Linked DNA regions of Rattus norvegicus: region 1 is linked to region 2. The links are chromatin contacts, called in public Hi-C maps. All regions are on one chromosome and are shown on one strand. The core of a region is the stretch at or near the end of the contact, and the rest is flanking DNA. Distances in the headings are between cores, read along the strand shown. Region 1 overlaps Cep15 (centrosomal protein 15). Region 2 holds the start of Fezf2 (Fez family zinc finger 2).

Evidence for each region. A called contact is a pair of places that touch in the nucleus more often than the background predicts.
Region 1: a contact with region 2 is called in a Hi-C map of prefrontal cortex, with 2.7 times the contacts expected there. The contact joins the enhancer-like site here to the promoter of Fezf2 in region 2. A contact is called at or near these places in 2 of 12 Hi-C or Micro-C datasets (frontal cortex and prefrontal cortex).

Annotation. Positions count from the first base shown.
Region 1 is chr15:15,253,106-15,257,807 of GRCr8, reverse strand. It overlaps Cep15 (centrosomal protein 15), which reads left to right. Exons shown (of 5, transcript NM_001106026.2): 4 at 4,543-4,617. Among named protein-coding and RNA genes, the nearest start is that of Cep15, 10 kb to the left of the region's middle. Within about 2 kb of position 3,152, at least 12 of the 93 cell types and tissues checked have an H3K27ac peak or open chromatin away from gene starts, as enhancers often do. A contact at or near this core is called in prefrontal cortex, where this site is marked.
Region 2 is chr15:15,201,238-15,205,942 of GRCr8, reverse strand. Fezf2 (Fez family zinc finger 2) reads right to left here and starts at 1,750. Exons shown (of 5, transcript NM_001107251.1): 1 at 1,508-1,750; 2 at 269-1,158. The coding sequence starts at 1,105.

The DNA.
Region 1 (4,702 bases), core at 1,903-4,402, 50 kb before region 2:
TTTCAGAGATAGGTCTCAAATCTAAGACCTTGTACATGTTAGGCAACTACAAAGCCACAATTCCTGCCTGTATTTAGTTATTTCATAAAGATTTATTTTTAGTTGTTATGCACAGGCGTGCAGGTGCCCACGGAGGCCAGGAGGGGGCGTCTGATCCCCTGGACTGGAATTTCAGGCCCTTGTGAGGTACCCGATTTGGGTGCTGGGAACCAAGCCACTGAGTCGTGTCTTCAGCCCCTGCACTGAGTTTTTAAAACAAGCCAGTTTCCCACCATCCCTCCAGGGTGACTTCTGAGATGTTGCTTTGTCTGAGATTTGAAATGTTTCAGCTCTTTGTGACTTTTTACTCCTTATACTCGGATTAGGTCACCCTTACCAAATGGAAGGTTCTTCCAAGTCAACCCTAGACGTCGTTACCACATAGTAACAGTCTCAGGCAGTTTCCTCTCTCTGACCTGATGGGCTCTTGCAGCCTCCCTGTGTCTGCCATCCAGACTTGGAATTGGTCATTGCTTCAAGGAGCTCTGGCTCCTTTTGGCAGGAAATATATTTAGAGCTCTCAATCTGGGCACTGGGACTATTTATTGCAACTTCTTTGATTTTCCTTTTTGAGATAAGATACAACAAGAACTCCTATCAGTAATTCCAATTCAAAGTATTGCAAGGTTTTTAACTTAAAACCATTGATTTTTGTGCCCCTAATTCCCCGCCCTCCAGAAACCTCAGTTTGGAACTGAATGTGACAGCTCACACCTGTAATCTTGGGAGGTGAAGCAGGACTGCTGTGAATTTGAGTGAAGCCTGAGCCACAGATTGAAACCTTGTTTGGAAAACAAACCCAAGTGCTTGGTCCTCCAAGAGCTCCTCAACACCACATACCTGTAGGGTTTATGCTCCAAGACTTCCCAGAAGACACCTGGAACCATGGATCACACCACATCCTCTGTACAATGTTCACTCGTATTTGCATTCTTGTAATGAGACTTAACTTATGAATAAGACACAGAAAGGAATCAGCAACAATAAAGTATGATGGCTATATTTTAGTAAAAACTGGGTGGATGTGGTTTCAGGGGCCTGTACTGTACTTGCTGTTCCTTTGGTGTAAACATGTGCCTCTATGAAAGTGAGACAAGTGACCATGTACTTGGCCTACCACACCAGGGTCACTTAGACACAAGCCCTGTGATACGGTAAAGGCAGATGGAACAACGCAGACAAGTGCCAACTGACCAATGTAGCAAACTGACATACTGCGTACATACTGACAGAGATGGCATGCAGCCCAAGATGAGCAGAGGGCAAGTGATGGAATTTCACCATGCCACTCAGAATGATGCACAATTTAAGCTTATCAGTTGCTTTTTCTGATCACATGTCCAAGCTAGAGATTGATACCAAGGCCTCCTGCATGCCGTGCTAGCACACACTGTACTACGAGATGCACCCCTAGTCCCCAACTTTCAATTTGCTATCTGCAGTCCACTGTCAAACGTGGAGTCTGAAACTGGACATCAAAACCAAGGGTAAGGACAAGTGCTGCAGTGACTGTCCTGTGATACAGACAGCACTAATATGACCACCGGAAGTGCTTTGTACTAACACACTTGGTTTCTAGGCTTGTCCTACCAGGAAAGTTCAATTAATACTGTGTTCAAAGACCAGCCAGTGGTTGTGCCACCACTAATGTAGTACATCTGTTTTGCTTGGTCGCCAACTTCTGATGTTTGCTTGTTCATGTTCTCTAACTGCTCAGTCTTTTTTTATTAATTAATTTTATGTCCTGACCACAGTTTCTCCTATCTACTATCCTCCCAGCCCCCATTACCCCACCTCCATCCATTCCTTCTCAGCCTCTCCTCAGAAAAGAGGGGGCCTCTTATAGATATCAAACTGCCTGTGGTATCAGGCTCTGCTCAGACTTTTAAGGGTCTAGTGGCAGATCTGTAAGGCAGAGTGACAAGTCATAGGGAAATAAGTCCATCTTGCTCCTGCTCTCTGCTCTGGACTTTTCCTCCCTCTTCTTCAGCACTGGTTGGTTGTTCTGTGTTTTGTTTGTTTGGTTTTTGTTTTTTTGTTTTTGAAGTTTCTGAGTTTGCTTAATAAACTCTGTAGTTGTGGTTGTTATCCATTCAGTGACTAACTATTTAAGTGCACATAAAAGAGACATGAAGTGGAGACAATGGGAGGCATCAAGAAAGAACAGTCTGGAGAGCTGTGTGGTCATGCTAGCAAGGACTGAGGTAGCATGAGAATGAGAGTGCAGCAGAGGCACCTGGCTGCTTAGACCCCAGCCCCACGCAGCCCACTCAACGAGGGGCTTTACCCTGTAGATCCGTGGGAGGCAAGGTGGAAGTCTAGCCCTTCTCTACAGTAATGCTTGAAGGTGGGTAAGAGGCAGTCAGGAAAGAAAAGAGTATAAGCATGGACGACAGATGTCACACATCTAAGAAAGCTGTACTTAGACGTAAAGGAAGAACCAACCCAGCTGAAGAGAAGGAGAGGCCACCTGAGTGCTAAGGAAGTGTTCAGTGATGTGGCAGTGTGGTAGATGCAGTATCTGTCCCCACTGGTGTCTGCTCTTTTGTTTGGGCATCTACTTCTCTGTAAGATATGAAGTGTCCTTATTTTCTGTCTTCAAAAAAAAAAAAAATCTTGATAATATCAGAGCTAAGCGTCACCCAGATCTGCCCCTCCTGGCAGAACTGAGGCCACAATTCTGTGTTTTCTTTGCTGGATTACTAACAGTAAATTATAACTTTCACAAACCTTGTAAAATCTCAATAAAACAATCCCAGAATAGTCATACCTCTGTATCTGCTACGGCATCGGCATGTATCTGTAACATGCGTCTTAGCTGTAAACTTCTGGTAGGGGATAGACATGCTAGCATCAGTTTTTATATCCCTGAATTGTGTATTTTTCCTTCAAATCACCTTCCCCTAGACAGCAGGTGCATTAATGGTTGTGCAACTTTGGGGAGTCCCTTTAGGGAATTTCCTGTTTTTCCTTTTTACATTTCACACCCATCCCTTGCTCCCGCCGCTACCATCTGCTCTCCTTTTTCTCCTGTTCAGCACTGGCTTCTTCACACCCCACTCCCACGCCCTCTTCCATTTCTCGCCGTCTGTCCAACAGCCCTCTACTTAGACTGCTCCAATGCGTGTACATGGATCAAGAGAACTTTGTGCTAGCAATTCACTGAGCTCAGAGGAGACACAGAATGTGCCAAGCCTTGCACGCAGACCTCTGCGAACTTAAGATAGTAAGTGGGCTCTAGACAGCAGTGCCGCTGGTGTGGAGAGCATCGCTTAGCCAGACTCAAATGTTTCTGTAACAACATGCAGGACTCCACATTTCCGTGCGTGTGTTTAAGGTGTGTAGGGAAGGGAAAACTATACCAGGTTAAGCTTAATTGCGCTGCTGTTTTTATAACCGTAGAAGAAAATATGCTCATTTTGAAGTTAAACTACAAATTTAAGTGTGGTTCTTGAATACCATCCACTAGGTAGTGTACTGCTTGGCAATGTCACTTCCCATTGGTGAATACCATCCACTAAGGAGGGTACTGCCCGGCAATGACACTGCCCATTTAAATTAACATGAAAATCCAGTCCTAAAGACCTGTAGGTGCTTTCGTCTCACAGCCCGAGGGCAGCACGTGGCCAAGGATAGCTATGGTGCAGCCAAACCCTCCAGCCAAAGCCTGAACTGCAAACTTTTACTTAAGCCATTATGAAATAGGAAGGAACTACTTGATCCCGTAGTTCTCAAACTCGAACTTGGTAGACGTTTAAAAATGTCAAAAGGTTAGACATGTGTGGTAGAATATTTTGAAAAGCTCCTATTACAAAGTAGCAAGATGACTCATTAAGGAGCCCGAACTGTGAAATCTTCGCACGGTGTAACACTTTAAATGGAATATTGATAAAACATGAACCATCTCGATGCTGGGCGCATCCTCTGTAGAGCCCAGACCCTTTACCACAGTGTGAGTCCGTCTAGCTTGCCTCTCAGTGATTCGTTATTGTTTCACCTTGCCTGCTTTCAGGTGACCTCAAGGCAGATAGAGTTCCTGCTCTGATCATTTTTTTTTTTTTTTTTTTGCTGTGCTTATTTTTGTATCAAAAGTCTCCTTATGTAGTGTAGACTGGCTTTGAACTCAGTCTTCCTGCCACCGCCTCCCAAGTTCTGGGATTATGGATGTGCTCCACCACACCCAACTCTGAGCGGCTTTGAAGGAAGCTTTTTTTTTTTTTCAAACTAACCACTGGCATTTACCAGCCATTCAAAGTAAAAAGGTAGCACACAGAGGTACGGCCACGTTCCCGTGTTAAATGAGAAACCCTGCACACATAGTAGAAGTGGGTAACTTGATTTATAATAAGGGTCCCGACCTCTGTGTCCCTCTGTTACTGCACGAACTCCCTGTGTCCAGAAAAGGGTTGAGATGAGAGAGTTGGAGTACAAACACTGGATGTAGGTGTCATTTATGTTGCATGCAAATACACCTGAGTTCTAAAATGCTGGTGTCTGTTACAGGACATAGATGTTGCAGAGAAGGCTTTTCAGACCAAGCTTACCCCACATCCACAGCCGGAGATGCTTTCTCTTGAGGTAAGACCCTAAGGTAACTCTAACAAGAATAACAACTGCAAGTTTCCTGCAACTTAAACAAAGGCTTCCCTGCTGTACTGCCCAG
Region 2 (4,705 bases), core at 501-3,000:
CAACCTTCCCATCCTAAGCCCGAGTCTTTTTTGTCAACTGTGTGAGGATTGACAACGTCCCCATTTTACAGAATAGGAAACTGAGGCTCATCTGGGCATCCAATGGAGTACACAGCTATGGGGAGCTCCTCAGCTTGAGAGAGAGAGAGAGAGAGAGAGAGAGAGAGAGAGAGAGAGAGAGAGAGAGAGAGAGAGAGAGAGAGGTGTACAAGGCTGCCCAAGAAACCAGGGGCTGCTAGCTCCCTCCCCCCAGAACCTTAGGCCTCACCTTGCCGCACACTTCGCAGGTGAAGTTTTTGGGTTTGCTGTCAGTAGAGCCCCCCGGTAGTTTGCTGTGGCTCTTGACTCCCCCTCGTTCAGCGGTCAAGGCCGAGTTCTCCTTCAGCACCTGCTCCAGCGGCGCATGCAAGCGCTCCTTATGGGGATAGGAAGCTGGGTGGGGGAACTTGTCCGCAGTCAGGCTGGCCAGTTTGGCATTCTCCAGCAGAAAAAGCTTGGGGTGAGCAGCCAGGGAAGTGGGGGCCTGTGCGTTGAGGAGGCCAGATGGGAAAAGGTGGCCTCCGAGGAGCTCCGATGGTGGGTAAGTGGTGGAGTCCAGGTAGTTGAAGTAGTAGAGAGAGCCGCTGGCCGGCAGCCCCACAGCCTGGTTGATGACCTGCGGCTTGATGACCCTGCCGGCGGGCAGCGCAGAAGGCGCAAGGCCCAGTTCGGCCTTGCAGCACACGCCACAGTTGGTTTTGCACAAGCCACTGGCGCCGCACACTGGGCCCCCCCCGCCGCTGCCTCCTCCTCCACCGCCGCCCGCCCGGAGGCTGCTTTTCCAGAACTCCGAGTAACTGAGCAGTGTCTTGGACGGCACCTCGTAGCCTAGAGGCTGGAGGGGGATCATACAGGGCAGCGGCGAGCAGAGGTTGAGCAGTTTCTTGCTCTGGCTGCTGTCTGCCTCTAGCGCAGCAGGCCGGGGCTCAAAAGGCGCTCGGGGCTCGGACGTCTTGGCCATGATGCGCTCGATGGAGAAAGCTAGTGTTTTCGAAGTGGCCGGTGACGCTCCAGCGCGCGGGCAGGCCGGGGGCACCATGGTCTCCAGGGAAGCTGAGCTGGCCATGGCGCGCCAAGCTGAGCCAGGCTGGGCCAGGGCACAGCCTCTCTCCTCTAAGTCTGCATTCCGGAAAAGGCAGGGGGGAAACCGCAATTTAATAAGCACCTAGTCGGCCCGGGTCACCCATTTGCATTCAAATGAACAGAAGCAGAACAAAGTGCACCCAAGGGTACCAAATTACCGCCCATTAACCCGGCGCGCAAAGGAACCCACCAGCTCTTGCCCTGGGACTATGAAAGGGGAAGAAGGGGGAGGCCGTACAAAGGAAAGGAAAGGGGGTAGAAGAAAGGAGTCTCAAATTAACACTCCCCAACCCTTCCCTGGACCCAGGCCTCCGCCACGCGTGCTGGGAGCTGGGCACGGAAAGAGCAAAGTTAAAGAGGACCGGAAGAGCCACCCCGCTTTTACCTTTTTCCCCCACCGCCAAGGAGATGCGTTCCGAGCCATGCAGCGTGTCTCTTCTGTCACATTTTGATGGCAAACATCCTCCCCTCCGCGTGAGATCACTGTCTTTTACATTCAGCTGACATCACATGAAGTCACTTGAAGTGGAATGACATGGGCGGCGGCGCGACTCCCGTTGAGGACCCTGCGTTCCCCCGCGCCTGCCGGCCGCCGCCACCGCCCCTCAAACTTTAAAGGAGGCAACTAGCGCCCGCGCTCCCTTCGGGAAAGTGCGAGCCGTTTGCGAATCGGGAAGGAGGGAAGAGAGGGAGGGGGGAGGGGGAAGAATCGTGATGGTTTTGCCGGTGGAAGGAGGTGGGGGCCGCCCAAACCCAAACCTAGGCAGAGTTCCTTGCGTGATTCACAACTTTGGGGGGCCTACAGGTTTAGGGTACGCGGGGAAGGCGGGGTGTCCTGGACGCGCTACCTCAAAGGGCCCCTGGGTGTCCGTCTAATCACCGAAGTATCCCTTAGCCCTGCGCAGCCGAGCTGGGCACTGTGCTAATAAACTGCCATTTACCTACGGAGCCGGCGCCAGCCCCGAACACGCGCAAATGATAATTACCTCATTAGGATGTGGCGCATGGACGCGGGCGTCGCGTTTGGAGGGGGAACTTGTTAATGGGGAAATATTAATTTATGCAAAAGCAACGAGCTCGCCTTGACTGGCGTCGGAGGTCGAGAGAGAGCTCCCCACCGCCTAAGGACGACCTCGAAGAGTCCGGAAGGGCAGGCGGCGCGCCGGGATCCTGGGGACCTGGGGAAGGGTGGGTGCGCCTGCAGCTCTCTGGCCCACTTCTTGACTAGGGCTGGGGGATTCTTGCCCTGAGAACCCGGGGACTGTTTGAGAAGCTAATCGATCCGAATTGCTGATTTGTGATCGGGTTTGAGAGGCAAAGCCAGGCTCCGCGCCTGGTTTAGGGCTGCGTGCGGGGAGGATTCGGAGGGCAGCTCTCCCGCTGTTGGGTACTTACTGTTTGTATAATTGAGAAGGTCCAATCTCCACCTGTTTAAGGAGCAGATTGAAACAGCAGAACCTCCCCTGGATCCTATTAAAACGTTTTTCCTCCTAAGGCCATTCAGTCGAACCAATTTTCCGAAGTGATTCATAGAGCTGAATTCTGCCAAAGCAGCTCTTTCACTTTTAGCCACTAAAGCACCGCGTGGAACCGGGTTTTGTGTTTTTCTAAAATAAAGAGAAGGATTATCAGAGGGGAGAGGGAGGGAGTCCGAAGGGGGGCGGGCAAAGACTTAGTGTGGCCAGAGGTACAAGCAGAGGGAAGAAAAGGCCCTTTTCTAGACAGGCCCTAAGTAAGTTCGGAGGAATTCAGCATTTTTTTGTGCCTGGCGCACAAAAGCAGAGCGCTCCGCACTGGGTTTGGAGGGGCTGAATTCGTGTTTGCAGACCATTCCACCTGCGTATCACAACAAACTGCTCAAAGACGCTCCAGCGCTTTCAACAGGCCTGGTGCTCTTGGCGACAACAAAAGTGGTCGAGGCTGAGGGTTCTTATTGGGGGCTGGGGAGGGGGTAGCTAGAGAAGGAGAGAATTGGGTTTAGGGAAAGGGGGGGTGCATGGGGTTTTTGAAAACTTTTGGCTGTTTTTGTTCGTCGGACAATTATATCTTGCCAGCCGGCTTTTGCAAGACCAAGAGCTTTGTCGCCGCAACGGCAGTTTAAGAGGATTACGGTGGGTATAATATGAGCAAACAGGGTTGAGGGTTTGATAGTCAATTCCATCTCCAGAGATACAGCATCAGCGGAGCCCGGAGAGTGCCGGTGAAGGCAAACCCTCTTCTTCTCCGTTTCGGGCAGATTTTGCGGCTGAGTGTCCGTCGGATTCCAGGCCCACTACTACCCGTCCCAGGGAAAACTGCCCATCCAATGCCGGACGAGTAAAGCTCTAGTTTGGATCGCAGACAAACAACATGCTCTCCTCTGCAAAACTTCTCTTTTCTTCCACCCACCTATCCAGCTGTGGCTCCTCTGACAGTCATTTCAGGCCAGGTGTGGCTATAGCAGGTAGAGAAAGGAAAAGTGTAGCCGGGGACAGGTGGGGGTTGGGGGGGACAACAAACAGAGGTCTCCAAGGAGAAGGGGCAGTGAAAGTGATCTGGAATAGATCAATAATCTCATCCTGCCACACTCTGGAACTGCCCTCAAATTCAGCAGTTAGGAGTCTGTCCCCTACTGTCCACCACCATACACACAAAACTCAAACTTCCAGATATCAAAGCTCAAGACCTGCCCAACTGGAGAAGAATATTTTCACGCGGCCCATTTAATTTAAGACATTTCCACGGGGATGTTAAGTCCACACCCAGTGACCCCTTTTCTTCATGTAAATGACAAACTTATGAGTGACCCTCCTCTCCCACCAAATCTGATGCAAACCACTCACCCAGCACTGAGACAACATCAGTTCACCTGCAGCGTCAAAACCTGAATTTCTACCCCCGACTTTGCTGTGGAATCCTGCTTGCCACCAGTCTTGCACTCCAACCCCTTTCCCCAACGGGGCAGTTGTGTCTCTCTAACGTTCTTCCACCTGAACGCTATGCCAGTTTGAATACCCGGGCAAACTGAAAGGCTTCCAAGGGCTTCCTGAGAACCTGCCTCGCCGTCCCTTCTGTAACTGTAGAACTCTCTCTCCCTCTCTCTCTCTGTCTCTCTGTCTCTCTCCCTCCGGCACCACAAAGCAGAGAGCTACCTCCACAGAAAGAAAACATTTGGGTAAAAACAAGTTGCCCCTAATGTGCCTCTCTTTCCAAATGTTGGGCGAATACACTGGCTCTTGTGAAAGTATCTAATTAGCTTCCACAAACTTCTTCCTTGCCTGCAGATTATATTGAAGTGGAGGGTTGGAAACTATTTTACACCTTGCCACTCACATGTTAATTAATCTCTATCTAACCCTAATTGCAGTTTATTCAGGCGCCGCTCAACAGCTCACCCACACAATAAACACTGATCCTACTTTTATACATATTACTTCACGTTAACACATTGAGTAATTAGCTCCAGAACCAACTAATAGTGCAAACAAATATTTTCTGTAAACGAGATGATTTCAGGCAGAATAATAGAAGGCTGGGGAAATGTCATGCGTGGTGGAGGGTGTGCTGAGGCCCTCATTCCTGGCCCCCCTCCTCCAAATTCATT